2 separate regions of the Drosophila melanogaster genome follow, and region 1 is linked to region 2. A link is a contact called in public targeted proximity ligation data. All regions are on one chromosome and are shown on one strand. The core of a region is the stretch at or near the end of the contact, and the rest is flanking DNA. Distances in the headings are between cores, read along the strand shown. Region 1 holds the start of PAN3 (Poly(A) specific ribonuclease subunit PAN3). Region 2 holds the start of lncRNA:CR43334 (long non-coding RNA:CR43334).

Region 1 (3,385 bases), core at 450-2,949, 2.4 Mb before region 2:
CTTTTTTTCATTTCGCACTTGGTTACTCATATTTTTAGAGTTTTATATTTAACACCATCCAAAATACATACACACTGAACCTAAGCCAACATATTGTGTAGTTAATTGCCTGTTTCATTGTTAGCTTTTGAATTGCTTTCAGTACCGTAATTACTTTAATGAGGATATTTCCTTGAAAGGAGCTGCTGTTGCTATATTGTATACATTTTCATTACCATTTTCCAACGATTTTGCAAATAAGAAAAACGCAACACACACACCGCGCGATTGGCGCTGCACGAATGAAGAAAACGCAAAGAAGATCCAACAGCCAAGCCAAATGGAGTCCACAAACGACCCCCGAGTGTTGTATACATGTACGTCCGTCTGTGTGTGTGTGTGCACAGGAGGTCGGATAAAAACAACAACTGCCAGCTGTGTGTGCAACAAAGTGGATGTGGATTCCATTCGAGGAGTGTTGGGAAAACATCCGCGCTCAAGGGGTTACATGGACTTTAGCTATTGTTAATAATTTTAATTAACATATATATCATTTTATGCAAAGAAATTTAACAGATTGTATAAAGTCCCTCATGTTTTTCAGCTGATAAATGCTGGATATGAAATACGTATTCTTTCAAAGAGAAATCCTTTGACACGCTACTGAAGTTCCATTATTGAATATAATGTAATAAAATAACTTTTAAAAATGGCGAAACCCCTTTATGGTATTGTAACACTTCACCTTCAAGTGGCCAGGACGTTTTGCAGAAACCCTAGCAATTGGCGTTGTTATACACACATGCATATATACACAAAATAAATACATATACATATGTAAGTTTTTGGCTGGGGGGAGTTCAACAGGACCCAACAGCTGGCCACAGGTTGCGTTCCACATAGAGAAATGTGGGAGCCTGGGCTCCAAACGCGATCCACACTCCAGCCATATTTGTGGAACGCGACAAACAGCTGGCTAGGAAAAGGGGAAGAGGACGCAAAGGGGAAGGGAACGAAAAGAAGGGGAAGAGAAAAAGCAGGAGCAAAGGAAATAAGAACACATATGTATACGATTTGTTTTTTGAGTGGGAACAGCTGGAAATAATTAACTAAGTTCACTAAGCAAGCCAAAAGCCAATTTATAAGTGTAGTTTTGTTACAACGTTTTTGGAAATATTTTTATTTTAATTTTCAAAAATTTTCATAATAATTGCACGTGAATTAAAAGTCAATTCATTAAGTTTTTATTTTCATTAAAGTTTTTAATTCACCACCGAAAATGAAATTGAAGCCATCTTGGTCACCAAATTTTTAAGACGCAATTTGTCCAAATGGTTCTTATAACGCAAGCCAGATAGCAAATACGTATAGTTTTTTGTTCAACACGCCAACGATTTGTTTTTGTTATTTTTCAAATTGATGCCGCTGTTGCACACACACACACAAACACAAAAAATGCCAAACACACAGCGCACAGCGAAGTGATACAAAAATGTCTGCTGAGAAAACTGCGATTTTTCGCTCTTTAATCCACGTTTTCCGTACCTCCACTGACCAGTCATAGTTCACTTTGCGAGAGGTGACTTCATAAAGAACCTGCCGTTTGTGTTTTGTCAAACTTTTGTACATTTTAAAGACAAAATCACAATATTTAATTTCTTACATGTTTTCCGTTTGCCGCAAGCAGTGTGACCGCATCTCGCGAGTGACGAGTTCCGTACTGCCGGATATAAGGGCAGCACATTAAACACGAATGGATTCGTTTTCAATAATATACTTGTAAAATTATATATATGAAGGCAGATTTTGCTATATTATTTTAATGCTATTTTATTTTGAAATGGTTAATTTAATAATATTTGTTATTTTATTACTTTGTAAAGGGGATGGTGTCCCTGCTAACGATCAACCAGGGCTGGAGAAACACAGACAATAGAAAAACATCGATAGGCTTTGCCAATAACATCGATACGTTATACTAGTATTTTGCCTAATATAAGATTTGGTCACACCGCACAACACTCTCTAGAAAGACAACAAATTTTTTGGCGAGCGGACGTGTCGGCGGACAAAAAGCTTGCAAACAGAACAGAACGGAAGAACACAGAAGAGAACGACACGACACGGACAGCGGGGAAAGGTGGCAATTGAAAGAAAGTGCCATACTTAGTGTGCGAGCGAAAGAGAGAGAGAGCAAACTGGGTATTGCTTGTGTGTGTGTAGTAGTTTAGTGGTCGTGTGTGTGGGAGTTTGTGTACGAAGCGAGTGGCAAAGAAAAACACAACAAACATTATTCCAAGAAAATTTCCAATCATGTCGGTGGAATCCTCCAGTTCGGCGGTCCAACAGCCGCCGTCGTCCTCGAACCTACCGCTCCTGGGCGACAACCAGGCGGTGGCCACGACCAGCTCCGCCTCCTCGGCCTCTTCCTCTTCCACATCGTCGTCCTCCTCGTCGGTGGGCGGCGGCAATGTGGTGGGCGTGCCGCTGGACACGCAGGGCAGCGGAGAACCGCCGGCCAAGAAACAGTTGTTGGACGGAGGGGGCGGTGGTGCCACCAGCAGCAGCGGCAGCAGCTTGCTTTCCAGTGCCGCAGCCGCCTCGGGAATGCACGAAAAGCTGGCCCACCGCATCTCCAATGCCCTGTGCTGTGCCGTCTGCCTGGATTTGCCCAAGACGGCCATGTACCAGGTGAGTTTTTGGATTATTTACAGCGGCTTGAACTATAAGCCCTTGTAAACTAGAATCAAAAAAAGGAAGTAAGAGCTTTAAAAGCGAAAGAAGAAAAACAGCAAGTGCGCGTGTGTGTGTGCGCCTCATTCTGTATACAAACAAATCGTGGCAGCTCAGCTGTAAGAGTAAAACACCTCTCTCCCTCTCTCCACCCTAGCAAGACACAGCTGTGCGAGAGCGAGACGTCTAGCTGGGGCGCTCTTGCATTATTCGCCTTGAAAACATTGAAAGAGTGCGAGGGGGAGCGAGGGCGGGAGTTAAGTCCGTGATCGAGGGTGGAGCCTTTTGTGAAGATATGATGTGTAAATGTATGAAGGTTTTTAAGTTTCAGCAGATAGTTGTAGTGTGAAGATTTCCAATAAAGAATACGACTGACTTTCTTGAAGTTCAAAATCAGTATGAAGTTTATTGTCAGAGAGTGGCTACTCGAGTCCTCCGTTTTCGTCTTATACATAAGTACATAGGTTCTTAATTGTAAGCATAATGAACATGCCGACTCGGCATGTGGCTGGCTAGCTGGGGACAATGTTGCAGTGCGACTTTTGTGTAATGTCAGCATTCGGCCGGAATGTCAGCATTCGGCCGGATGCGGTGTTCCAGTTGCCGTCTTCCCGGTTGAGTGTCCGATGATTTGTTTAGAGGCGTGGGGGTTTAGGGGGTGGGGTGGTAACTC
Region 2 (3,237 bases), core at 333-2,832:
CTTTACTTATTTTTTCTTTTTTAGGACTTGCAGTGGAACAGCTGTTTTGTGTTATGGCAAACAGCTGTTCGAGTTGCACTGCATGCACACAAGGGCGCTGCACATTTTAACACACGTAATAATGAAATAAAACATTTTTAAACAAATTGCATTCAATACTTACAAACAAAGCCCATTAGACGGTGATTATATAAGCACTAGACTGCCAGCCCTGACAACTCAGTGTGATGGTGTTGGTGTGTCTGTTGGTGTGCCTCTTTGTGTGGCTGTTGTTGAGTGTTGGTGTGTTTTAATTTTTTTTTTCGTTTTCCGTTCGCTGGTGTTGGTGTGCGTGTGTGCCAGTTTAGTTAAATGCTGAGCACACGCACTGAAATTCAGCAACAACAAGAGCAGCTACAACAACACACCAACAACATCAATATAAGGCTAGGCAGATAGGCAAGTTTGCCTTTTAGTTGTTTCTGTAGTTTACTTTGTTGTTTTATTTGTCGACAGCGGTCTGACTGGCTAGCTCTGGTCTGGTCCCCGCCCCCTCGTAGCCCCCATCGCCGCCCTCCCCCTGGCTATATGTCGTATCTAAAACATTTGCGCTTTAAATAAATACACAGAGGGTATTATAAAAAGGCAAAAGAAACGAAACGAGGAAAACTAGTCGCGTACAAAAAAACAGCAAGAGCAACAACGACAAATTAGTTCAATGCACGCCGCCAAAAGAGTGTGTATAAAGAGCTTATCCACTCCCACCCCACAACTCTGTTATAGGGTGTGTTTGTTTTGATTTATCTTATATCTCTGTATCTTGTAGGCCCTTTCATTGATAGTACATCGGTCGTACATCAGCGTAGGGCACAGTTTCATTCATCATCGCTGCCTTAATCATCATCTGCGTCTGTCGTCTCATTGTCACTGGTACAAAGTTCACATGTACACATACATATATATGGACATGCAATCAAATAAAATTTTTTTGATTGTATAAGTTCACAGTTTCTTTGTGCGCCATTTTTTGTTCTTTCCAAATACTTATATATGTACGTACGTACATATGTATGTATAAGCGTTTCGGGTTCTTTATTTGAAATTTATTTATTGTTTTTTTTTTTTTTTGTATTTACTTTTCCGCTTCTAATTTTAATTATTCAGTTGCGAGGCTCAAAAGTCGCAAGCGAGTTTGTTTTTAATTCTTGTTGTTGTCGCGTTTGTTGTTGTTGTGTTCCCCTAGTTTCGCCTCTCTCGCTTTAGGTTTTTTCGTTTTTTTTTTATTGTTAAATACGTCGTTTAAGTTGCTCTTGGCTGGCTTGCTTTGTTTTCTTTGCAACTGCGTCGTAAAAAAGTTGCAAATTTTTTTGGGCAATTTAAACGTTAGGTACACTACACTTGTTCGAAGACACTATTGACTCTTAAAGATTCGAGAATTGAAAGAATCCCGGCACGTTACTTGACAAGAAACCCCTTAACAGTGTGACCAGATGCCAGCGACAGTCCTACTCCATACTCAACACTCTACACACTATAATTCCCAAGTGCTGAGTCCGGCTCACCGCCTCCTCCTTCTTTTCGATGGCACTGTCGGTGACGTACTGAAACAAATGCCTCACGAAACTTTAGTTTGCGGCGCAATCAACGACATACCCATACACCAACACACCAACACATTAGCGGGGAGTTCACACTGATACAGATACAGGAGCAGAGCAACAAGTATGAATGAATGCGCGCTTGCCGCGGCCTCTGCCGACGACTCTGCCGGCATCGCCTGTAGGTGTGAGTTTGCATGTAATGGTTGACGCCACACAATCGGGGTACTCGGCATCGGAATTGGAATCGGAATTGGAAACGGGGCCTGCGGAGGGCGGTCGGCATCTAACATTTTTTGGCCCGCTCTGTCTGCTTTTGTTGTCGTTGCTCCCCAGTGTTCGGAAAAACATAGCAAACAAACCTCGTACACACACACACACGCACACTCGCCCAGATACTTGCTCCGTCCCTCTCTCGCCTACAGCGAAAGCCTAGCTGCTCGATTGCATTGGCGTGCGAGAGCGGTGTCTAAGCACAGCGAGAAATTTTCATTAACGAAACGATCGAAAGCAAAATGGCGGATTTGGCAAAGGCAATCATAACTATTTATCGCATGGTTTGCGGTTTTGGGGATCCAAAATTTCGAAATGGTCTTTTAATTTTTGCATAACTTGTGTATAATTTTACGAAGTTTTGTTAATCGATTAACAAAAGTTATCCGTGTTATGCCGTCTGCACGTTTGGATTTCCCTTTGAAAAGTTTTAATTTTTTAAACAATCCAAAAAATTGTAATGCAAACCTAGCTTTCTTGGTTTATTTCTTGTACGTCGACATTTCTAATGTATTTAAGGTCCATCAATTCGTATTTATTTCGCTTAAATCCTCCCGAATATCTATAAACAAGCCAGTACAGAACAGTTTGCTCATGTAAATGAGAATTTAGACTCAAAACAATTAGCAACCAGCATTAAATGGTTCTAATAATAAGCGTAAAACGAGTTTATTTTTATTTATATCAGCATTGTAATTGCACTGCCATGTGATTAAGGCTAAGTCAAATCAATACATGGCGTTTCTTAATGATTGTGTAGTGTACGGGAACGACGCGGGAAAGGAATATTTAGAAATATGTATAGAGTAATTACGTGCTATTATTATATAAATAAGGTGCAATTCAATATCTTATAAATATGGTTGCTTAGATTAGGTCCACAGAGGGATATTACGTAAGCCGAATTACGATTTTTTCTAGGACAACTCAACATTTTATTTTACGACCAAGCTAGTCCCACATTGTGCTCAGTGTAAAGATTCACACACAAACGCACGCGATCAAAAGGCAGCAACAAAAAGGCCAAAAAGAAATCCGACAAAAAAAAGAACGAATTCCTGTGGCGGAGGCGCGCGAATGGGGAGGATTTTCGGGGTACGAGGGACTAGGGACTGGGGATTGGAATTGGGATTGGGTTTTGGGAGACTTCGAGAGCTAGTTACGCACACTGGGAAGATACAGATACAGAACCAGTCAGTGTGCCATACGAAATATGTAACATCAAGCTCATATCACAACGACAGCGACGTTGGCAACTCACCGACATAGAGATACAGATACAGATGCAGATACGAGTACTACGACGTGTGATTGTGGGTGTGCGAGAGGGCTCTCCGCTGTGTGTGTGTGCGTGTGTGAGCCATGGGGGCAATATATTCTTCTAGAA

Evidence for each region.
Region 1: a targeted proximity ligation map of the Kc167 cell line shows a contact between it and region 2, with 4 times the contacts expected there. A contact is called at or near these places in 2 of 107 Hi-C or Micro-C datasets (the Kc167 cell line and wing imaginal disc) and 1 of 7 datasets of targeted methods (the Kc167 cell line).

Annotation. Positions count from the first base shown.
Region 1 is chr3L:3,069,447-3,072,831 of dm6, reverse strand. It overlaps PAN3 (Poly(A) specific ribonuclease subunit PAN3), which reads right to left and starts at 1,699. Exons shown (of 14, transcript NM_167977.3): 1 at 1,525-1,699. CG32486 reads left to right here and starts at 1,993. Exons shown (of 8, transcript NM_139508.3): 1 at 1,993-2,670. The coding sequence starts at 2,293.
Region 2 is chr3L:626,780-630,016 of dm6, reverse strand. lncRNA:CR43334 (long non-coding RNA:CR43334) reads right to left here and starts at 1,582. Exons shown (of 1, transcript NR_048209.1): 1 at 1-1,582.